Regions from separate parts of the Zea mays genome. Here region 2 is linked to region 1. Evidence: chromatin contacts called from public Hi-C data. All regions are on one chromosome and are shown on one strand. Each heading gives the region's core, a stretch centred on a gene start, on an enhancer-like site or on the middle of the called end of the contact. The rest is flanking DNA. Distances are from core to core; before and after follow the strand shown. Region 1 holds the start of LOC100381864. Region 2 holds the start of LOC100285184 (zinc finger, C3HC4 type family protein).

The links. Hi-C and Micro-C count contacts between places; a contact is called where the count stands out from the background.
Region 2: a contact with region 1 is called in a Hi-C map of bundle sheath, with 2.8 times the contacts expected there. The contact joins the promoter of LOC100285184 here to the promoter of LOC100381864 in region 1. A contact is called at or near these places in 8 of 25 Hi-C or Micro-C datasets (bundle sheath, ear, endosperm and 3 more).

What each region holds. Positions count from the first base shown.
Region 1 is chr5:76,716,377-76,720,962 of Zm-B73-REFERENCE-NAM-5.0, forward strand. LOC100381864 reads right to left here and starts at 2,350. Exons shown (of 5, transcript NM_001361549.1): 1 at 1,927-2,350; 2 at 1,724-1,802; 3 at 71-943. The coding sequence starts at 2,323.
Region 2 is chr5:76,955,713-76,960,298 of Zm-B73-REFERENCE-NAM-5.0, forward strand. It overlaps LOC100285184 (zinc finger, C3HC4 type family protein), which reads left to right and starts at 2,712. Exons shown (of 8, transcript NM_001158078.2): 1 at 2,712-2,933; 2 at 3,910-4,247; 3 at 4,528-4,586. The coding sequence starts at 3,965. It overlaps LOC103626575 (proline-, glutamic acid- and leucine-rich protein 1), which reads left to right. Exons shown (of 13, transcript XM_008646987.3): 13 at 1-332. The coding sequence ends at 177.

The DNA.
Region 1 (4,586 bases), core at 1,100-3,599:
CAATATAACAAGAACACTGATTGAAGCTTTAACATCTATCTCAAGATTAAGAAGCAGTGCAGGAAGTTACCTAAACACATCATGAGGCCCTGTTACAGGAATTTCTGTAGATGTGTAGCACTTGAAGAGTCGTAGGCGGCCATCAGCTGGACCAAGCGAACACTGAGAAGGGTATGAGCCAAGAGGTGATGAACATTGACCACAGAGAAGTTCAACCCACTCAAAATCATTCAAAAGGTTAGATGCTTTAACAATGAAGCTACTACCAAGAGAAATAGTTTTTGTTAATTTGTAATCTCTTTTAATCTCCAACATATTCTGCTTTTTCTCATTGACCAAGGACAACTGTGAAGGGTTATCTTCAGCTTTCTCACTGTATCCATTGACACAACAGCAACGGCATGGATCTACCAGCAACAAATCAACCTCTTTCTTAGATTTCCCCACTTTCTCAACACAACAGTCATTTTCAGACTTCTCAAAGTATGCATCAGTATCAGCTTCTGTCTGAGAAATGCCAGGCTGATTAGTCTGAGTGACTCCGTTTGTTTCACTACAACTAACACTAGGCCCCTCTTCCAAAATAATAGGTGGTTGTGCATGAGTAGCTGTGATATTTGCTTGCTCTTCTGAATTCTTCAACTTTATCTTCCCAGTGGTATGATCTTTTTCTACACTAACATTAAATATATCTTCTTTTATAGCAACAAAATGTCTACTAAGTGCTGAACAAGCTACCTGAGACACTAAATCTGTTTCAAGATTGTCTGTTTCTACAGTAATGGAAGTTGCATCCAGTAGACTTGTTCCTTCTAAACGACCATATGCCCTAATAAACTGAGATACAAGTTTCTCGCCTGCACCACCAAATGAGGTGCAACATCCACCAACCCAATTGTCAGCCACATCTACCCAATCTACAGATGGCATTTCCATGATTTTCCTGGAAAAAAGGGAATCAAGATTGTTATGCTCAGCACCAATATAATGCCGAAATCAAATTTGTACATAGTGAGAAGTTTTCACCCAGGTTCTCGTCTAGTGTTAAAATATATTGACAGAAAATCATGAGAAAAAGCCAACCAATATACACCAGCCCACAAGTAGCCAAAATTTGTAATAACCTCGCATTACTATTCGCAATAAGATTTCTAGGATTATCAACATCCATTTTTGGTGGAAGATACAAGCAATCTGACTCTAGTCTGCAGATTGCAGGTGATTCTACAAATTAGAATTCTGGGAGTAAACTTCAGATGCTTCTGGAATAATAAACAACAGAGCCAGAACAATCGAAGGCTAACATACAAAAGTGCAGGGAATCTTTAAGGCACATGTAAATAAGAACAGCATTGGTTGTGCAGAAGGGGGGGCAGCTAATCCACTTTAAGTTAGAATCACACTGATGTGCAGATTAGCTCGAATGCCATTGTCTAATGGTGCCAGGTGTGAACCAGTAGTAATCAGTCCAGACATATGATTTAAGCAGGATAGGTTTCTACAAATCTCCGCTGGATACACATGCTAAGCATAAACTGACTACTGAAGATTACAACAAAGTGTGATCCAACTAGGGCCTTGTTTGGATACTCTTGTATTCACCTCAATTCACATGAGGCGGGTTGAGATGTAAATTAGTTTAAGTTCCGCCCCCAACACATTTGGATTGAGGTAGGTACAGCCAAACAAGGCCTAGAGGTGACAAGGCGTGAATGCTCTATACCTTAGTGGCTGTTTTGTCAACCTTGACGAACAATTTTTGCAATACAAGTGAACGTCTCCAGTAGATAAACTCTTCAAATCTGTTTATCGATGACAACGAATAATAAAAATGCATATTCAATTTCATCTGGAAAAAAACAGATAGAGAACGAACACTTTGCCAAGCCTATGTTCAAACGCAGAGACAGGACAGGAATGACTGACCATCGCGCAGCGCTAGAGAAGCCGGAGGCTCCGCGCCGGGGGGTGGAGGGAACGCGGCGGCGACGACAGGGTGGTCGACGGGCAGGACGAGCGCGAGGCGGAGCTCGAGGTGGTCCCCCGCGGCGGCGGCGCGGCACTCTACGGGGGCGGAAGGGTCTACGAGCACCCTCGGGACGGGGACCCTGAGCGCGACGGCAGCCCCGTCCCCGGGGAGCGAGAAGGACAGGTGGAGGAGAGAGCCCTGGAGTCGGAGGTCGGCGCGGAGGTCCGAGGGGATGCGGAAGGGCAGCGCGGCGCGGGGTAGGAGGTAGAGGCGGAGGAGGGGAAGATGGTTTAGGGCTTCCCACGTGTACCGCCATTGCCGCCGGTGAGCGGAGACGGAGACGGCGCCGGCCATTCCTTGCGTATGGGCGGGAAAAGTGCGTTTAACCCCCTCATTATAATCAATTAATCATTACAAGCCCCCTCCCATTAAAACTACCTAACGTACACATCTGTTAAGAGCAACTAGAAGAGTATATTTTTCCTAATTAACGTGAGTGTAGATTTTTATAAAAAATACCTTCCAACAAATTATTTAAATAATTATCTAAATATAATTATCTTCTATTTTAAATTTCTACTAGTCAAAGATAAAAAAACGTGAATGTCTCTCTAGCAGCTAGAAGTGCAACAAATAATACATAGAAAAGTTGTTAGAGATTAAAAGGATACAGAAGATGGTTTTTATATAAATGATTCTACAAATGGTAATTTTGGGAGTGAAATTTAGAACGACTCTTGGAGATACTCTAAATAAACTTTTGAAAATAAGGCAAAAAAAATAAGGGCTCCTCTCAAACTAATTTTTCATGAACTAATTCATTTTTTAGAAAAACAATTTATAGATATGTCTTATATTTTCAGCCCTCTAAAAAAACTATGTGCAGCCGTCCTTAAAAAGCCTTCCCATAGATCGTACTAGTGACATGGCGGACAAAGATATATACATACTAATTGTAGGTTATTAAAATAGCTAATACCGATACAGTAATAGTAGCTATACATACATTATAATATTAGTGTACTGTTGGCGCCGATCTAGGCAGCGTCAATCACTAGGTGGTGTACCGCCTGGCGGTGCCCTCTGCGGCGGCGCAGACGGTCCGCGGCCCTGGGCCGGACGGTCCGCGACCTGAGCGCAGGAGCGGTGTCTTCCTTGCGTCACACCGGACGGTCCGCAGCTCTAGGTCGGACGGTTCGCGACCTGGCGACAGGGACGTCTTCCTTGCTGGAATCTAGATCTCGTTCCCTGTGGGAAGAGATCTTAGGGTGCTCCGGGTCGACAGGTCACCCGGGGCGTTCCCAGACAACGCGGAGTCACCTAGGAATTAAGAGATCAATTCGAGGAAGAGGTCTTGAGTGTACAACTAGATCTTGCCCCCCGAGAGGGGTGAGATCCTAGGGTGGTCTTGGGATCGGCATGCCACCCAAGACAGATCTAGACGACGTAGAGTCGAATAGGGGGAGGTGGATATACGGAAGGTTACAACTAGGACTACGCTACATCTACTCCTAGGGCAGGAAAAGTAAATAAAGTAATTGGTTCGATTGGAATGTGTTCGGAGGTTCTCAATCGGTCGTACCCCTTTATATTTATAGGGGAGGAGGTCTGGACCTGTCCCTAAGAGATAGCCAACAACTCCCACGTGATTAGATAGATAACCACGCACAAGATAAAGATAAACACCTGAGTTAATCTAATCCCGAGGCACGCGGACTGTCCAGGCCCAAGGGTCGAACCGTCCGCTCATTTTGGTGTTCAACATATGCTCACTGCCTTTTGGTGGAGCTTGGCGAACCAAAAGCACCAGCGAAGACTTTGGAAACAATTGACCTCATGAGCTACTTTGTTCCCGAAGTAAGGACTCAGCTCGATGCAAGTCATCGGCTCTTGCGATCAGATAATATAAATACTTGATGGAACTTTAATGCACAGAGGCCGTTCCGGATTGCATCCTCTTCGGCCATGTCTACCTGATCATTCTTTCAATAGGCAAAAACTTGTGGTGCCCCCAGCCCAAATAAGCAAATGAATTGGGCCAGTAATATGGATTCATCGTCGTACCACCCCACGCATGAGTAGGACAACACATCGACGATGGATAGATCGGGAAGCACCACGCTATCCTGGAGGAGTATGACAAGGCGATCTTGGTTGTGCTACCTTTTGGGTCGGTTTAGTCGGCTTTTGCTTTCGCGCAGATCGCTCTTTTGACTTTGTTTGTTTTATTGGCCGGTTGTGTGGAACGGCCTTCTTCATATATTTGGCAAGCAACTGATTAAAAGTAGGGCCGACTCTACTGAGTCGTCCAGACGTCTTAGTAGTGTTTTGTTTCCTAACACTTGTTTTGGAACGTTGTGGTCCGATGGTCTGAGGTTGCTGCTTCTGACCGTTTGCGGACCGTTTGACCATTATAGCTGGACCGTTCGCTCCTGTCTCGGACTGTTCGGCCTTAGTACCCGGACCGTCCGGCGTACGCAGGACAGGTGACCATGATCGAGTGTCTGATCGTGCTTGCCCCCCCGGTGCCTCCGGTCTTTCTTTTATCCGGAGCCTTCCGAGTAACCATTCTGCGTGACATATTTGGTGTGAGGGGATCACCAATGACGATATTTTT
Region 2 (4,586 bases), core at 1,462-3,961, 240 kb after region 1:
GTCCATCCAGGTGAAGCTTCTGCGACTCCAGGTGTTGGTTCAAGCCACCACCGCCATGAAGCACCTGAGGCCCGTTCAGCCAGCTTCACGGAATTGTTTGGTTCTGAGTCTGGCATCGAATCAGAGTCCGAAGACTTGATGCCAGATATCGTCGACGGGGACCCTGACTCTGACTAGGTTTGCCGTCGTCATTTGTGACATGGCAATGGAAATTTTGTGATGTTCCTGTTTTGTTTTGAGCAAATTGTACGACATTGCCGGCTGACAGATGATGCAGTATTTGATTGATAGATATAGATGGAGCTAAATTTTGTGATGTTCCTGTTTTGTTTTACCACCAAAAATTTGCTCAATCTGATTGGATTTAGAGGCACGCCGGTGAATAGAATAAAGTGCAAACAAAGTATTTCGATGGCTGTGAACCAAATATCAAATAAGATAAGACAACAAACAATAACACAGTTTGGCTTCTAAAATTAAAATCCATCTCTCCAAGAGACGGAACGAAACTGAATTTGCTAAATAAACCATTGACCGTGTATAATTATAACAACAAATTAAGGCCTTGTTTGGTATCGACTAGTTTTTAAGAATGCGAGTTTCTATTTCTAGTTTCTAGAAACTAGTTTATAAAAAAACTGGTTAATGGTATTTAAAACTTCTATATTAGCTAGGATAGCCTAGTTTCTTGATTTTTAAAAAATTGGGAATCCAATTTTCATAAACTGGAACATAAATTGGTATGTTCAGAACCAACTCAATTTTTATAAACCAGTTTCTTAAAAACGGGGTGTTTCTAAAAGCCCTAACGACCCGTTTAGATCATTGGAATTGAATTCCATTCTAATATAGTAATTTAGGCATATATCAATTAAACTAATTCAGTTTTATATAAAATATATCAATATAATATTATTAGCAAGACGTCGGAGATATTTATGTGCTATATTTTTACTATAAATGAATGAGTTAAAGATCGTCTTGTAAGCTACATAGTAGAAACCAATTCTAGTAATACATAAAATCATTTAACATCCTCGACCGTATGAATTTGAGATAAGCTTATATCAGAACTTTAGAAAGTGATGAATGTCAAAATCCAAGCTAAATATGTTACTTAATTAAGTGAATTCCAAATCCTCTAAAATAAAAGGACCAAACGCCTCGTAAGTTGAATGTGGTATCATATACTTTTTTGGTGTGGCAAAGGAAAAATTAATGGCTCTATACTCCTTCGTGCAGGTTTAAACGTACAACTACGACCAGCGCCAGATCCAGGAATAGACTAAGGGAGGGGCTAATTTACTAGTGACCGACGGTGAAGACAAAAACAAGCTGGTAGGGACTTATGTTTCTCTCATTTTTTTCCTCTCTTCTCTTCTCCTCTAACCTCCACCTCTTTCTCCAACAGTGTGAGGGCTCATTTTTCTCTATTTTTCTTCTTCCTTCTTTCTCATCTATACTATACCTCTATAGCCAATGGAGTTTTATCAACATAGTAGGGGCCCCTTCATGTCCGCCAGACCGCCACTGACTACGATTCTATGATTCACGAAGACTTCACGCTTGCGCAATATTCGTTGGGCTGTTAGCTATTTCCACTAGCTTAGGTTCTATTTTGATTTGCCTAGTTTCTTATAAACTGATTTTTAAAAGTTAGAAGGCCTTTACACAGGTATAGTTTTTATTCAATTTCCAAAAACCTGTTTCCTGGTTTCTTAAAAATCAATAATCTGTTTAACCCTTACTAAAACCAGTTTTGGTTGGCTAATTACGTACTACCCTTAATGAGTTGGAAAATAATTACTAAACAATGCCACCGTCGCGAGCAACAACTCCACGCGCCCAGGCCTCCCCGTGTTCATCCGAGCAGCAATCCGGCCAACTCCACGCCCAGGCGTCCGGTCTACATCCAGGCGTGTTGTAACCGCCCAGGAGGCAACACTCACGCCAGGAATGGAAACGGGAAATTAGTGTCAGATATAAAAAATCATTATGCACATTAAAATAAACATATTTATATAACATCTAATCTCTTAACAATATAATTATTTATTTTTATTATTAACTATTATATAAAAAATATCACCATATATAAATTTAACGGGGTCTATATGAAAAATGGATGAGAAATGCTTTCTCGTACCCATTCTCGTTTATTGGTCTAGAGAGATTTTTTTTCTATTTATATCCCTGTGAGATAAAAAACTTTCCCGTTTCCTAATGAATTCCCGTAAAGAATTAGGAAACGAGATCTATTGCCATCTCTACTCGTGTCTCCTCGACTCCTCCACGCATCTCGTCATCTCGTGGGAGCGCCCAGGCCTCCGTTTCCTTCAGCGCGGCCGCAGATCGATCTGACCTGCGCTCTTGCTCATGCATTCCGCCAAGGATACAACGGTCATTGTCGAAGCTAGAGACCAAATTTTAAAAACTTTTGATTCAAACACTTTTGTGCAGTTTTTATCTAAAAGCCAGTTTCTAGAAATCAGGTATAGAAATCAGTTTTTTTTTTTAAAACCGAGGTAGATCCAAACAGAAACAGGCCCTTAGCCATCCCTGCTTGGTCCAAAAATTTTTTAAAAAAAGAGAAAAAGAAATCAAACCGAGCGCGTCGAGGTCAATGCAGGGCGGGACGGAGAAGGAGCAGGGAACAAGAGTACAAGACGAGCAACAGGACAATCCAACCAACCCTTTCCATTCCCAATCTTCCCGTCTCCAAGTCTCCGGTCTCGAATCCCTCCCTTCCAGAACAAGACACCTGACGCCGCCGCCCCCCCGCCGGCCGCACCCGTCCATACCATACCATACCATACCTCCGGCCGCTCGTCTCCTATCTCGTCACCTTCGCCCGGCGCTCAGATCTCCGCCGCGCCTCTGCCTGATCCCCCCACCCCCATTGGAGGGAGACACATCCCGCGTGGGCGCACGAGGTACGTACGCTCGCGCCTCTTCCGTCCTCTCGCGCGACCGCGGCGTCTAGGGTCGCCGATTCGCGTTCTGCTCTGCTCTGCTCTGCTCCTCGACTCTCGTCAGCAGTCGTCCCGCAGGGCGCTTCGACGGACCCATGCGCATGTATGTGTAGCTAACCCAGCAGCTGAAGGCTCTGGATTGGCGCTGCTGCATCATAGGTAGCGGGGGAATCGGGACAGTAATAACTGGGATATGGGTATCTGGAACCGTGGGGGTTTTGTGTGGTTCTAGATAAGATGGTGATGTGCTAGAGATACTTGGTTCGAGCAGATATACTGTTGGAATTCGATTCCCTCCTTTCCTGGTTCCATCCATATCCATCGATGCTGGCTGTGGCTGGGTTGAGGTCAGGCTCGCCTTGGTCACTGGTCCCCACAGTAGTAGCTAACTTTATTTTGTAGTGTGGCTGGCAAAATCTAGTGCACCGATCCTTATCAAAACTCAAAAGTATAAACAATAGTAATAGGCTCCCAACATGGGATTGAACCGTATATTACTGCTTTACCTGTCAGCCCCAGCAAAGCAGACGGAACAGTCAGACATCAAATCTTTTAAAACCAAGTAACACAAAACCGACCGTTCGAACCTAATGGCTTCGCTATCAAGTATGTTGGTTCATTTTACCGAGTAAAGGTTGAAATATCAAGCTAAGCAAAAGCACCCATGCTCTGATTAACATATACATGACTTATCATCTCCATATTCTGAGACTGATATTATCCCTGATGAGTGATGACCCAACCAAACTTTAGGTTTCAGCTAGCTAGCCATACTTAAAATCATTGTGATAGATTATGTGCATGAGGGCATTTTATTCTAATTGGCTTGATTTTTATGTGGTATTGATTTATTTTTAACATGTAGTTTATCAGTTTTAACCTTTCAGCACATCCTACTTATTGGTACACGACTTACCTACCACATATTATCTTGCAGGACCTGGTTTTTTTATCAAATGCTTGACAAAATGCTTGCTTGGTGATGTCTGGCTATGATTTGGGTCCTGTTTATCATGCAGTTGGCTTCTCATGGCACTCAAACAGAAGAGACGATGCAGTTTGTGCCCCATTGTGATCATGCAGAAGTGTCAGATTCACAGTCAACAAGTTCACAACTAAACCTGATAGAGAGATCAACAGAGCATCTAGCCTCATGTGAAATCAACCCAGTGAGCGTTGATGATGACAACGACAATGAACATATCGATGCCAATGAAGAAACTCACCTTGTTATTCAGGACGTTCCTCAATGCCGGATTTGCCTTGATAGTGAAGGTTTGCTCTTTGACTATCAGTGTTCTTAAGGCGCCTAGGCGAGCAAGTGCAGCAGACAACCGCCTTAGCGCCTAGGCGACGCCTAGGCGGGTAAGGCGAGCAAGGCGGCCAGTTTTGCCCGAGCGCTTGGACGCCTAGGCGTTGCCTAGGCGACGCCTTAAGAATAGTGGTGACTATTAGAACTTTTCTTAGATAGATAGTTGTTAAGGAATTTGAAATGCCTTGTTATTTTTTAATATTTAATTCATGTTTGTTTTGTTGCATACCTGCCACGGAGTAGGTGATGACTTGATTGCGCCCTGCCGTTGCAAGGGAACGCAGAAGTATGTCCATAGGTCC